3 separate regions of the Mus musculus genome follow, and regions 2 and 3 are each linked to region 1. A link is a contact called in public ChIA-PET and HiChIP or PLAC-seq data. All regions are on one chromosome and are shown on one strand. The core of a region is the stretch at or near the end of the contact, and the rest is flanking DNA. Distances in the headings are between cores, read along the strand shown.

The links. ChIA-PET counts read pairs in DNA pulled down with a chosen protein or histone mark. HiChIP or PLAC-seq counts read pairs in DNA pulled down with a chosen protein or histone mark.
Region 2: a contact with region 1 is called in an RNA polymerase II ChIA-PET map of memory CD8 T cells, with 8 read pairs. The contact joins the promoter of Flvcr2 here to the enhancer-like site in region 1. A contact is called at or near these places in 3 of 39 promoter capture datasets (embryonic stem cells, epiblast stem cells and trophoblast stem cells), 2 of 484 Hi-C or Micro-C datasets (CD4 T cells and bone marrow-derived macrophages) and 3 of 115 datasets of contacts at active chromatin or transcription factors (memory CD8 T cells, microglia and stem cell-derived neural progenitor cells).
Region 3: an H3K27ac HiChIP or PLAC-seq map of double positive thymocytes shows a contact between it and region 1, with 6 read pairs. The contact joins the promoter of Batf here to the enhancer-like site in region 1. A contact is called at or near these places in 5 of 39 promoter capture datasets (embryonic stem cells, liver, pre-B cells and 1 more), 2 of 484 Hi-C or Micro-C datasets (bone marrow-derived macrophages and nephron progenitors), 4 of 115 datasets of contacts at active chromatin or transcription factors (double positive thymocytes, embryonic stem cells, microglia and 1 more) and 2 of 9 other capture datasets (adipose tissue and pancreatic islet).

Annotation. Positions count from the first base shown.
Region 1 is chr12:85,543,679-85,548,423 of GRCm38.p6, reverse strand. No RefSeq gene overlaps it. Among named protein-coding and RNA genes, the nearest start is that of Gm32296, 16 kb to the right of the region's middle. Within about 2 kb of position 2,548, at least 56 of the 459 cell types and tissues checked have an H3K27ac peak or open chromatin away from gene starts, as enhancers often do. A contact at or near this core is called in double positive thymocytes, memory CD8 T cells and thymic regulatory T cells, where this site is marked.
Region 2 is chr12:85,744,640-85,749,384 of GRCm38.p6, reverse strand. It overlaps Flvcr2 (feline leukemia virus subgroup C cellular receptor 2), which reads right to left and starts at 2,846. Exons shown (of 10, transcript NM_145447.2): 1 at 1,796-2,846. The coding sequence starts at 2,533.
Region 3 is chr12:85,684,445-85,689,189 of GRCm38.p6, reverse strand. Batf (basic leucine zipper transcription factor, ATF-like) reads right to left here and starts at 2,470. Exons shown (of 3, transcript NM_016767.2): 1 at 2,217-2,470. The coding sequence starts at 2,279.

The DNA.
Region 1 (4,745 bases), core at 1,299-3,798:
ACAGCTCTCCGTTTGTTTACCCAAAAAATATTGTTCCATCATAAAAATTCCCAAAATAGTTCCTTCCCTGGCCAGACTGACTGGCGGGCGCCCAGCTTGGGAGCTGCGCCACACTGGAGACACGCTCCAGGGAGGTGAAATTAGCTGGGAAGGTCTGGAGCCACAGTGTGAGGACCACCAGGCCTGCACATCCTGTGGGGCGGAGCACAGAGGTAGAGTCTGACACTCGTCTCTGGGGTCTCTCTCTGGGGACCCTCTCTTGGCAGGGACAACTTATTTTTAGCTAAGAAGGGCTCCTTTGGCTCTTTGTGGGAGGCTGTGTCTCGTGGGCTGGAGGTGAGACAAATCCTTTCCCCCTCAGCTGGAATGCTGTCTCCCACACTCTGATCCTGGCCAATAACTCCTCAGGCCACACTTTCCAACTTAAAGGGTGGCTCTTCAGACAGCCGTTCCTTTCCCAGGAGTGTGAACCAGGCCTCCAGGTATAGTCTAGTCAGATTCTGTGTTTTGTCTTTGGAGAGAGGATAAATAAAAGCAACGACACTTCATCCCACCAACTACTCTGTCCCCTGCCCCTAATCAGAGCAGGATCTCAAAATGGAGTCACTGTCATTTAAGTGACAGGTTTATCCTCACAGGCAACCCTTCCCCCAGCCACCCAGAGCTGTCAGTCTGGGTTTCCAAGCATGTGTGGGAAGGCATAGACAGGTCTATCGACCCTGTAGAAAAGACCCTGCTTTTATGGGCAGGAGCACCCCCACCTTCCCACGCCTTAAAAATGCTCATTTATGCCAGTCAGGTTGACTTGCATAATGACATCATTGAGCGTGATGAGCTTCTGAGCAGTCAGTTAAAATGATGTCGTGCAACCCAGCCTCGTATTTTGGAGAGAAAGAAATTGGGAGGAATGGTTATGAGTCCTTAGGGATAGACTCCACCATAGGACGGGCAGATGGCTGGCAGTCCCACATCTGGCTCAGTGCCACAAGGTCAGACCCTTTAAGTGGATCCTAAGGTTTATGGTGTATTCTTCCATATATCCTGGGCCTGAACTCAAGGCAACAACTTTGTAATACACAAAACTATGTAGCTCTTATTTTATGTAATCTATATATATGCATACAAATGCACAGTCAGACGTGCAATTTACTGGCCTAGAACGCTCTATGTAGCCGTGGCTTGTGGTCCCCCGGCCTCTGCCCATCCTTGATTGTTGGGATTACAGACGTAAGCCACCTTGCCCAACAATACCCTGTTTAATAGGGAAGCTATCTGGAGAGTAATTGTACTGGACGCGATGTCTGCTGCCTCTTAGCATCCAGTTACTTATATCTAAGGCAGGGAAATCAGGTCATAGAACTAAGCAGAAGAAAAGCAATCCCTGATATTATACAACTCCTTTCTAGGGGCTGGGGAGATGGCTCAGCAGCTAAGAACACGTGTTGCTCTTATAGACGACCTGGGTTCAGTTCCCAGCACCAGCACTGTGGCTCGCAGCCATCTGTAGCTCCCGGTCCAAAGGATCCAAGATCCTCTTCTGACCCCTGTGGGCATCATCCAAGCACATGATGCACATACACATGTGCAAGCAAACACACTCATAAAAATAAAATTTTATATATTTATATATGTGTGTGTGTGTGTGTGTATTTAAATCCTTTCTGTTAGTGCCTTTGAAATACACAATTAGCAAGCTTGATGACATAGGCCTATAATCCCAGCTACTCAAGAGGCTAAGGCAGGAGGATCACAAGTTCATGATCAGCCTGAGCAAGTTACTGAGACCCTGTCTCAAAATAAAAAGTAAGGCTGTTGAGTGGCATGCTTGCTCAAGCCTGCTCCTTCCCTCTGGAGTTTATTCTATAGTTTTTGCTCTCGTTTTCATAAATATAATAATAACAACAACAATAGCAAAATAGAGGGCTAGGAGATGGCATGATGGTTCATATCTATGATCCCAGAAGTCTGGAAGTGGAGTCAGGAAGATCAGGAGTTCAAGGACAGCCTCAGCAACACAGCTGTGGGATCTTCCTCTTACAGCGTGATACACTGGCGACTGCCTAGAATGCGACCAGGCAACACCCAGGCAACCATCCAGGTCTAGAAAGGACAGAAGCCAGGTTGGAGACTACCATGGCTGCCTCCGTGTCTCTCAACTGGGTTGAGCTGGTTCAGAGGAAAAGCAGGAAGCACAGCATCACTGTGCCTTCCTGGGAGTTCCAAGACTGCCCATGAACTAGCTGCTCCTTCTGCAGTCAGGGAAGCTTGTCATTATAAGAGCAGAGGCTGCTTTCAGTGCCTCATGGCTGCTCAGGGAGACCCTAACCCAGCAGCTGATGCCCAGAGAGACCTCCGTCTAACTGTAGAAGCTGCGGCAGCTGTCACGGCCACTGCAAAAGCTGCTGCTTCCGTTGGAGGGGACGTCGTTGTGTTGACAGCTCTCATCTGGGAGATTCTGTTTCCGTCACGGCTGCCCCAGGCACACTGTAATGACTCCAGAGGATGACACTTGGGCAGTGACAGCTTCAGATGCACCTCAGATGGCCCCCGCCATCTTGCAGGTGTCCTTAGGTCTAGGGAAGTACTTCCACCACCCGTGACAGCTGTGACAGGCAGGCCCAGTACTAAGTAAAAAAGTTTGTGGTTAGAAGACAGAAGGCTGGGTGCACTTGTGCCTGGCAGACTAAACCCTTCCTTCACTCTACCCCACTATGCCTCTGTGCCTTCCTGGTGCTGCAGCCTGGGTTCCATTAAAATCTCATCCCAGGCGGTTTCATAGCCTACTTATGGTTTTAGAGCACAGGTAAAGTGGGCAAGCCCTTAGCATAATGTACAGATAATTTTAACTTGGTGGTGTTGTACACACCTTTAATCCCAGCTCTGCAGGGGGGGAGGGTCAGAGGCAGACAGATCTCTGAGTTCAAGGGCAGCCTGATCTACAGAGCTAGTTTTAGACAGCCAAGGTTAACACCGAGAAACTGTCTTGAACACAACCAACAAATAAATAAACAATAAACAATTTTACTTCTTGCATTTGTTTGTTTGTTTATTTATTTATTATTTTACCCCAATCAGGTCATTTCAAGCCTCAGAGGGTTTCTTTTCCCACTGCTGAGAAAGGACACTATGAAGGCACCAGGACTCTGTTGAGTGTTAATTGGGAAACAGTCACGTGCATACACTCTGCGTTTATAAGGGCTTGGGTCCCTTTCTCTCTGCTGTCTTCAGTACTTGGTGGGTGTGGAGTCCCTCCAGTGTTGCTGTGGATTTGCAAAATCAGTGGTTGTGATTGAGTGTCTGAGCTTTGATCTTTTGAATGGCCACACGAAGGTATTAACCAAAGGAACCCAGCTCTACTCAGAGCCTCCTGCTCCTGAGTGCAGAGGGGCTTCCACGCCTTGGCCAAATGGACTCCTAAGGAATTTGGTAATTGCCTTTCCAGTTAGAATGGCACATATTCACCACTCAGCGGATTCTAGAATCTGTTAAAAATGCAACTATAAATAGCCCAGGGACTTCCAGAGTTCCTTGCAAATTCCCTGTACTTATGAATAGCCTGTTGTTCAAAGCCACCCAACTCTTCTTACCAGCGGGTTTGCAAAAGCAAGCCCCCCATCACTACCTTTGTGTTTATTTAACCATCTCATTCCCAGAATAACTTAAGATGATTTCTAAGAGATGTCCACAATATAATGAAAGCAAAAGTATAGATAAGTAAGGAAATACAGAGGGAAAAGAAAAAGCAAGGCAAAGAGTCTGAGGGAGAAATTTCTGTTCTGAGGTTGGGAGAGTCTTTACATGAGTTCAGGAGGAGGCTGTAGATTTGAACATGAGCTTCCTAGCAAGCCAAGCAAAAGAGTGGGGGTTAGAATGGTTGAGTGCATGGTTTATATCACGCAGAAAATAAAGGCTGTGTTGAGAAATACAGCAGCCCCCAGAGTGAAGACCTAAGAGAAGTTCTTGCATTTGTCCTTCCAAAAACAAAGCCAACAACAGAAAATGACATTCTCAGGGGGGCTGTGATGAGGAGCATCACTGATTCTCTTAGAACATCCCTCGATGGGAGCTGATGACTTCTGTTAGACTTCAAGCCTGAGACAAAGAGCTGAGGCGCCTCCTGGCCTCCAGATTCTCTCTGTAGCCCTCAGCCCCTACCTATTACAGGGTCCTCCTGGCTGGCATACCCTGCCCCCTACCCTAAACTGTCCTGCCCAGGGGGACCTAGGGTGCTCTTCCCTATATAATCACATCACTTTAGATATCTGCTCTTTTTGTGCCTCTGGGCCTCCTGGCTGTTGCACCTGGCTCCTCTGTTCTCCATCCCTTCTCCTCGCCCTTCCTCAAATAGCTCAGGGTCCCGACCACTCTGGGCTCTCCCAAACGTCCCTGCCTCTGGCTCTGCTCTCCCACATATCCATAATAAACTCTCTCCTCCACCATACCTAGGACCAGTCATGTTTCCTTTCCTTTTTATGTCTTTCTTTCTTTTTTTTTTTCCATTCAACTTCTTAACAGAGTAAGTTCATTGAACACATTTCCACGGGAGCACGGAGGACAGGGTTCAGATCAACAGCTGTGATTCGAGGATGCGCTTTAAGAACTGAAGAGACAGTAGGGCTGTGGTCTAAATGATCTCCTCGCCAGCCTCCCACTGCCCAAAGCATGTGTGAGTAAGCATTGTGGCTGAGTTTGGGACAGTTGTCCCCTAACCTGGGGTGCCAGGTGAAGGCCACTCCGTTTGCTTT
Region 2 (4,745 bases), core at 1,597-4,096, 200 kb before region 1:
TGCTAGGATTCTAGGCATGCACCACTATACCCAGTTCAATATCTATGTTTTTCTAAAGCCTATTTGTAAATGTTTATTGCTATAACTTGTGAGTCTGTACATCTAAGCACTGATGCCCTGGGGGGGAAGCAGAAGCATCATATCCCCTTGTACTGGAGTTATGAGTAGTTGTGAGCCATCCAATAGAGGTGTGGGAAATCTAACTCAGGTCTGCTGCAAGCATAGTAAGTGTTCTTAACTGCAGAGCTATCTCTCCAGCCCTCAATGTCTCTTTGCAATGTGTCCTTAACCAAAGGCCCATCTACTTTCAGCTACAGACTTTTGCTTTGGTTGTTTTTTCCAAGACACGATTTCTCTTTGTAGCTTTGGCTGTCCTGAAACTCACTATGTTGACCAGGTTGGCCTCGAACTCACAAAGATCCACCTGCCTCTGCCTCTCAAGTGCTGGGATTAAAGGCACGTGCCACCACTGTCTGGCTCATCTCCAGGCTTAAGTCAATTCGGTTTTCCAAATAACAAAACTCACAAGAAGAAATCAGGTGAATAGTTTGATGGCTCTGGCAGGCCTGGAACTCATCACATCCTCCAACAGAGGCCTGCACCAGCACACTGAGCACCAGGGAAACTTTTTTTTTTTTTTTTTGTATTTTCGAGACAGGGTTTCTCTGTGTAACCCTGGCTGTCCTGGAACTCTGTAGACAAGGCTGGCCTTGAACTCAGAAATCCACCTGCCTCTGCCTCCCAAGTACTAGGATTAAAGGCGTGCGTCACCACCACCCAGCTTTTTTTTTTTTTTTAAACTTATGAAGAGAAAAAGAAATCTGCCTTTAGAGAAGTTTTAGGACGTTTCTGCCTAAGTCAGAGGTTACACACATTTTCTAAATTAAATGAACTGGTAAGACAAAATCGGCTCACCAGAGCTAAGGGTGACCAGTGATCTGTCAGCAGCAGCTTGGACAGCATGCAACTTGGAAGAAATGAATCTGGGGACCTAGGCTCCAATTAAAGAAGGGCCCATAAACATTTGCTTTGCCTCAAATACACAGAGAAAGCAATCAGATGCATAACACACCCAAGCTTCTAAGTGAGAACCATTCTAAGATCATAAGAACGTGGAATTGCTTGCCCCAGGAAGAGAAAAGGCAAAAGGAGAAAGACAGAAGATGCTTAGACCAGAAGCTTTCTTGGAAGTTCGCAGTGAGATTTCTACTCTCTCCTACTCGACTTGGCTCTAAATCCCAGAGAGTTTAGGGCAAAGCCTGGTTCCAGGTGTCCTGGTTTCAGCTCTGCGTAAAAGGTAAGAACAGCCCAGCCCACAGTTTCGTGCACAGAGGATCTTGAGTTCTAGCAAATCTGGCTGGTCCAGCTAAAACCACCAAGGACACCTAAACAGCCACCTGGCAGTCAAAGATTGCTACCAGAGAAAAGACCAGCATTCCTAAAATTGGTGGAACTGGTGTACTGATAAAGGCTGGGGAGAAACACCATCAAAAAACGATCATATTTTAATTAGTATGCTTCCTACAGGCTAGGAAAAACTGTGGATGAAAGAAAAAGTCCTTTGTTTGTGACCCCCGCCCCATTAATCTTCAATGTCACTGACAGTCACAATCACCCAACTACACTGTCAGTCCACACCCAACCACAAAGCCACCCAAGAGTCATAAAGTCTGTGAACCAGAAAACTACAGCTTCTCTCATCGTCAGGTACCCTCTAACATACTCAGCCCCATCATGGTGAGATGCTCTCTCTCTTTGGAACAGCCGTCCACACACACACCCGCCCTCTACTCACCTGATTGCCAAACACAGCCACGGAGCAGGCTGTTGAAACCTCATCAGCTCCAAACCAGACCGAAGCAATGCGTGAGGGCATGCCCAGAATGAAGACCTGTGCCACAGAGCAGATGACCTGACCCACCATTGTGACCGGGAAGAGGTGAGGCTCTAGGCTGCCCAGCTTTACCCAGGCTCCCAGGCAATTGAGAGCTGAGCCGGTGATAGCGATGGTTCGAAGACCAAATTTCTCCAGCATCCAGGCCACGGGCAGGAGCAGAGGGATGTAGGTCAGCATGTAGCACATGGACAGCCAATCAATGGCAAAGGCACTGACACCGTAGAAGTTCATGAAGATGTTATTGATGGAGCCGTACTGAATCCACTGGAAGGCATTGCACAAGGAGTAGCAACTGAACACCAGGACCACGACCCAACGACGCTTGCTCACCTTGATCACGCTGTCTTCTCTAACCAAGCTACTATGATGGGTCAAACCGCTGGGTTGAGCCAAGGTACTGGGGAGTGCTGAACTGCTGGGACGGACAGAGACGCTGGGGTCGATGGAGACACTAGGATGGATGGAGACACTGGGGTGGCCTGAGACGCTGGGGTGGCCTGAGACGCTGGGGTGGCCTGAGACGCTGGGATGGATGGAGCCGCTGGGCTGGGTGGAGTAGCTGGTGTCCATCTGGAATTCCGACTCTGGCGCAGGTCTGTCATTGCTCTCCTCCTGGTTGAGACTTTCATTCACCATGACCACAACGAGCTCCTGAATCCCAGGCACGTACTGACTCCTACAGTCTTATGGGTCAGCAGCCTTTTGCCTGTCCCCCTAGAGCTGAGGCAACACTTCTCCGGGAGCGCACCTCTGTTAGCGGAGAAATCGAGATCTCAGGTTCCTACGATCACTCCCTAGCAAACTGTTGTCCCCCAAGTTGGCCGCAGACGCCTTGCCACGCGTTCCAGGCTGTCCAGATGAAGCGTTGACCGTCCTGGAAAAAGTTTGACTCCTGAACAGCGAACTGTGGCAGGGCGAGCTCGGTTTGCTCCCGGGCAGGCTGGGGCCTCGCCCCCTCGGGCGCACGTGACCGCCCCGCCCCCCGGCCTGCCCGGCTCCCCACGCCCCTCAACCCCTCCCACCCAGGATCCCCTGCCTCCTTGAGCGGGGCTCGCAAGGCGCCGCTCTTGTTTCGCCATAGGTTGGGGTGTACATTCCTCTCCGACGTCCCCGGTGTCATGGAAACCGCCCGGTTAGCCCCCACCCCTACACTTTCCCTAAATTCACTTGTCCCCCCCACTCCCAGAGGTCTTCGTTGGTAAATGAGGACTTCGCCTCACGCCCTTCCGAGGTCAGAGTCTTCTCGGGGCCAGCGGGCGTGCACCGAGGCTCGGAGTCCCTAAACTGCTCAGGGGGATCCGAGAGAGATCCCTACCTTCCTCTCTTTTGCTGGGCTCTCCAGGTGACAGTTCAGTGTGCCTGGTGAAAGGAATGCTTGCTTTTCTCAGAGACCTCCCAGCCGACAAAGACTTATTTTGGTGAACTCGTATATGAACTTGTTTAGTGTCTGACGGGTCCCTGAGGTCTCCCACTAGGGAACCCCGCGAGCCAAGCATAGCCTGGAGGGAAAGTTGTGGAACCAAGTCTCTGCGCAGGCTCTGGGAGTGAGGCAACGAAGTGACTCATACAGCCTCGTAGCCCTCCGCTGCCACCTACCGATCCCCTGAGCGTCACCTCTTAGCCTGGAAGCAAGGCTTTCAGAGAAGGAATGCTGGCTTGCGCTGGTCCCTACAACTCCATGGGTTCACAGTGATAAAGAACCCAAAATTTAGGTTGGATTCCGGTTTAGCGACTTAGGCGTGTAACAATAGGTCACTGAACACCACTTCTGAGCTCCCGTTTCTTTTGCAAAATGTAGATGGTGAAATAATGGCCCTTAGAAAAATCCAGCCAGGCGTGGTGGCACACACCTTTAATCCCAGCACTCGGGAGGCAGAGGCAGGTGGATTTCTGAGTTCGAGGCCAGCCTGGTCTACAGAGTGAGTTCCAGGACAGCCAGGGCTATACAGAGAAACCCTGTCTCGAAAAAAAAAAAAAAAAAAAAAAGAAAAATCCCTGGCTGATAATTCGTTCAACAAATGTTTCCTATCCTGCCAAAAGGCTAGCATTTGTTGCCACGGGGTAAATGTGCTTCATGGGTGAGCATGCCGGGCATTCTATAATGTAGTTACTATTGCTTGCCCTGGGTGTGTGTGTCTGTATGTGTGCATGTGTATGGTGTATGTGCAGGCACTCAAGGCTTTGAAAACATCGAGCTGTAAGCTCTCGGCCTTCTTGCCTCGTGCTATAGACAAGAAAACAAGCCTTTTAGAACTCAGTTAACTAAGGTCCCAGCTGGCCTGAAAAGTCATACTTCCCATCATTCAAGCTACCACACAGTTACATAAGAGCAGTCTGAGCTGCAGCCTGGGTGGCTCCTGGAAACCTGGTGGTGTTTTTGTTTTGCCTTTTTTGTCTGTTTTGGCTTGGTCTTTTTGAGACAGGGTTGCTCAGGGTAACCTTGAATTCCACACCCTCTCAATCCTAAATGGTGAGTTTACAGGTGTATATCACCATGCCCGCCCCCCTGCCAAGCTTGTTTCAAGGGAAGATTCCCAGATCCCCAGGTTCAGCCCAGAACTCCTGAATTAGAACATTTGAACAGAATCTCCAGGTGATTCATGTGTGTTCACACGTTGAATCTTGAGGGACACTGCTTCCTTGTCCTCCCCGACCCCCCCCCCCTTTTAAAGCTCTGCAGTGGTGTTTACAACTTGAGTCTGCACATTAGAATCAAGAATAGGTGATGGCGAAGAGAGATGGTTCAGGGTTTAAGGGGGCTTGCTGCTTTCTCAGAGGAGTTGAGTTCAGTTCCCGCACTCACACTGAGTGGCTCACAACCATCTGTAGCATGAGGGAATCTTCCAGC
Region 3 (4,745 bases), core at 1,221-3,720, 140 kb before region 1:
CTTCCTTCCTTCCCGGTCCTCAGTTCTTTCTGTATTGTCCATTCCCCTTATTTACAAAAGGCCTGTACCCAAAGACATTTTCTTCAGCATTCCCTGCTACCCACCCTTGGGTCTCCTATGGTCTTCTTATGATCAAAAGCTACTCAAAAGTGAAGAGAAATTGAAGCCTCAGGAGGGCTACTTTGGGAAATTCCAGTTAAGATGCCATCACTTCTGCTCTCTCCAGAGCTGTTCTAGCTTCACTCTGTGTGTGTGTGTGTGTGTGTACATGTGTGTATACATATGTATGCATGTGAGGTATGTGTGCGTGTGAGTGTGTGTGCATGTATATATGTGCATGTGTGCGCACATGCTAAACCTTCTTGATGCTCCTTTTGCTGTTGTCTTTGAAAACTCCGCTGAGCATTTACCATGTGCCAACTTCTGTACAAGCGCGTTCGGAGACGCTATGCTTCAACTCCCCAGCTTTCTGAGCAGGCACCGTCTTTTCTATTTTACACAGTACGAAGCTGAGGCTCTCCACCCTGATCCCTGAGCTCATGGACATCCAGGGGTATGACATCTTTCTGGCACTGATGCTCAATCCTTTCTGAGAATTCCCCCTTGACTATTAATTTCATTGTGCTGCACCCCTAGGCAGAGGGCGCCGCCCAGATCTGTTTTATTCGGTCCATCATTGTGCAGACATCTTGAGACCTTCCTAGTCCTGAACATGATGCCTGCTACAGATGAGGTAACCCCACCACCACCACCACCAAATCATTTTATGAAGTGCAGGTCGCCTGCTTTAGTGAGCCACTGACGGGTGCTTTGGAGGACACAGTGCTCTTTGAGTGCTTTCTAAGTATCTCCTATAGAAGATCAGGGAAGAGAAGCCCTTCTGCAACCCCCACCCTGTCACCTACCTCCACTGGCCTGAGGGGCAAAGACCCTTGGGTCAGGTTCTGATTCCCTTCCCTCTTTACTCAAACTTTCCAGGTCATTCTAGCAAACGGACATTGGGTTAGAGAGGGCAAGGATATATTCTTCCTTTAATGTGCTAAGGGACTAGGTTGCCATGGAAGCTGTGAGTAATTTCCTTCTTAAGAAGAGACTGGGGTACCATCTTCCAGGCAGTCTGAGTTGCTCTGATACCATCGTGAGCGAGGGACTATCTCCCTCTTGAGGTCTTCACCAGTATGGCTTTTGGTGAGGGCTTGTGACAGATGTGGGAGCCGGTGGTCAGGTAGTTTACGTTTATTTTGTTTGTAGCGTTTTGCAGCCCCCTGGATGTGTGTGAGCCAAACACTCTACCTCTGAGCCCCTCCCAATATGTGTGCTAAGGAAAGAATATAGTTTTTAAGATGAGATGTAAAAAAGTTTAATCCGTGGGTCTATGTTGGATGAGGAGGAGAAATGTCTAGAACAAGGGGCATCAGGAACGTGGTAGAGAGACCCAGAAACCACAAGGTGAGAAAGGCATCCCATCGGAGGCATCTTTCAGTCTGAGACATTTCGGCTTGGTATCAGTCAAGAGTCTAAGAGTCTCAGAATCTTTCCCTCCATCCCTGGTTTTTCAGGGATGATATTAGCTACTAGTGAAAGTCTCTGACACGCCTCCTGGACCATGGCCTTCTTTCTTCTATCTGGAAGCCACATGGGGGGTGGGGGGGAAAGATACAGGTTGTAGCTTTAGCCTCCCTTCCCACGGACTGCTGGAGTTACCGAGGCAATCCGCAGGCAGATCTTGCCACTCTTCTCCTCCTGTCTACCTTGCTTTGATTTGCTATATTTCTCTTCCCTGACCTCGGTTCTGTCTTGCCACTTGCTTGGTTTTTTCCTGGAAAGCTACAACTCTAGGATTTGGGTGGAGCCCGAAGCAGCGATCTACTGGAACATTCCTCTGCTTATGGTTGACCATACTTCTAAGCTCTGTGATATTCACCCTGCCCCCAGCTTCCTAGAAAGTTTCACGGTGGGAACCTAAGTGGCAGAGACGAGGGGTACCTCTTGGAAAGAGAGGCTTTTGTGGCGGGATGCGAAGCTTCAGCCCTTGGACCTCTGTATAGCAAACACCACACGGTCCAGAGTCTGCTAGAGAGTTCCTGCCACGAGCTACTTCCTTCCCCAGACAGAGCTCCCTGGGCAGGACAAGGGAGCCTACCCCTCTTCTACCACCCCAGGAAAATCAGAAGGCAAGGCATGCGGGGCGTGGGGGAGGGGGACGAAGGGGGTACCTGTTTGCCAGGGGGAGGAGAGCGGCTGAAGCTGGAGTCACTGCTGTCGGAGCTGTGAGGCATGGTTCTAATCTTCCGGGCTCTCCCACACCGTCCCAGATGCCTCTGGGCGATCTTCTCACTAGCTGGCTCCCCTTCTTGACTGCTAGGGGGCCACCAGCACACCACCTTCCACAGGTACCTCCCCTGCTTGCCCAACAGCAACCTCTGACAGACCCCTGCGTCCTCCTCTCTCTCGGGTGCAGAGGGACTGCTCCCCACAGGGACATCTCGCTGCTTTGGGGCTTGCGCACAGGCCCTCTCTTGTGGTTTCTGGTAATTCAAGCTGGAAGTCACATGGGCGGAAACGTCAACAAGTTAGAAAGAAGGTAGAGAGAAAATACACATCTGGGAAAAGACCACAGAATTAGGTGAAAGAAAAAAAAATACACAAACCCCCAGTATCTTCCGGCAGGCAGTTTGAAAGGCAGAGCGAGCGCTCTTCAATTGATGAAGATAAAGAAGAAAAACAGCCACACAGGGAAAATCCCCGGCCAGAATTAGCAAGTTCTCTGCTGTCAACATGGCAGAGAGCAGCAGGAAAGAGCCTCCAGGTCACAGGCCTTGATTTTTAAATCTAAATACAGTCAGCGACAAGCCTGAGGACCCTTTCTGGGTTTCACCCGAAAGCAACTGCCCATCCTGTTTTATGACCGGCCTTCCTCCTTCACCTATAGGACAGTTCGGTGGGCTGGGGACAAAAAGAAAGGAGGGCACTGCCTTTTACAGATGACCAAGCAAGACGTTGGGGCTAGCTGAGAGTCTCGGGGAGTCTCTGGAATCGATGCTAAAGAAGTTTATTATCTATCCCCTGTCCTCTTAGCAAGACACTTTCATTCTCCCTAGAGAAAGGATACCTACCTTCTGTGGAGGGGCTCCTTCAGGAGTTCAAGGTTGACCTTGAGTCTTCAGAAGTCAGTGACGTCATAACCCAACAAGGAGAGAACGTCAAAATGAGGGACAGAGGCTCTGGACTTGGAGTCAGATCGATATGATGAGAATCCAGTGACTCCCTATCCCTACTCCCCCCCCCCCCAGCCTCCCACCACACACACACACCTAAAACCTGCCCCACCTACTACCTTTCAGGGCTACTGCAATGAGGGATGACAATTTGAATAGGAATGTCCCCCACTCTGTAAAGCATGCTGTGGAGTGGCGGTGTTTGGCATGTGTCCCATGACACGAACACGCTTGTCGCTTTAGTGAACAGTCCCATTCTCATCCCAGTGTTTTGGCTATTTTTTTTTAAAGTTTGGGGACTGGAAAGATGCTCAGCAGTTAGGAACACTGGCTGCTCGTCCAGAGGACTTGGGATCTAGTCCTAACATCCAGACAGTGGCCCAATCATCTGTTACTCCAGTTCCAGGGGTCCTCTTCCTGACTCCTCGGGTACCAGGAAATGGACACGGGGCACATACATATGTGCAGGCAAGACACGCACACATATTAAAATAAAAGCTCTTACTCTATTCCCAGTGTGGCTCAAATGCTCACCTCGATTAATCTGAGGGCTGACAATATGTTATGGCTCCTAAAGCATTTTTGTATCCACTGATTACAATTCTGCCTGACGACAATATTGTTCTAAGGACAAACCTATCAAAATAATAATAATAACAATAATAACAATAACAATAATAATAATAATAATAATAAAAGTCAATCCTTGTAGAATTTGTATTTAGTGGTGAGAGCAGACAGGTAAAACAACTGAGCTGACATAATACATCAGGGAGTGTCAAGTGTCACAGATAAAAATAGAGCAGGGTAGGAGAATTCGAAGAGTGGCCACTTTTGTAAGCTGGCCAGGAAGGGCTTGGTGAAGGGGTCACACGTGAGCAGGAACCTGAGGGGGAGCAGAGAGGCTAAGTGAAGAAAGGTCCAGGCACACACCTGAGGTGGAACACCAGAGAGCCCAGTGTCTCCGGATCAGAGGTCCTGAGAGTGGCAGGGGACTGGTAGGGGATAAGTTCGGTACGTGGATCAGCCGGGACGTCTCTCAAGGCTCTTGGAGTCAATTGGGAGGAGTTTTGCCTCATTCTAAAGTAACCAGAGAACCAACCACAGGCCCGTGCCCCGTTCCCTAGATCCTCAGATCTAGCCACTGCGACTGCCTGTTTGTTTCAGAGCACTTATCGTAGCCGCTGATTGTTTTAGAACTTATTTTCTTCACTGGAAGGCAAACTGCATTTGGGAATTTCTTATTTAATCAAGCGTCCCCTGAGCACCCACCATGTGCCAGGCAAAACACTTGACTTTTTCCCCTGAACGAGACAGTTTATCAGTAAGTTTCCACTGTGTAACATACCAAGGACTTCACGAGAGCTTTAAACAGGCATGCTTTTGGCTGAGTTTGTAGGTCATTCAGAAGATTCCAGAAGGCCACAGTAGCTCTGATCTCATCCAGACCTCTCAGCTGCTGAGTTGGTTGGTAACTGACTGGTCTGTTCTCCCTGGCCCACCCCACCCCACCCTCCCAGCCATCCT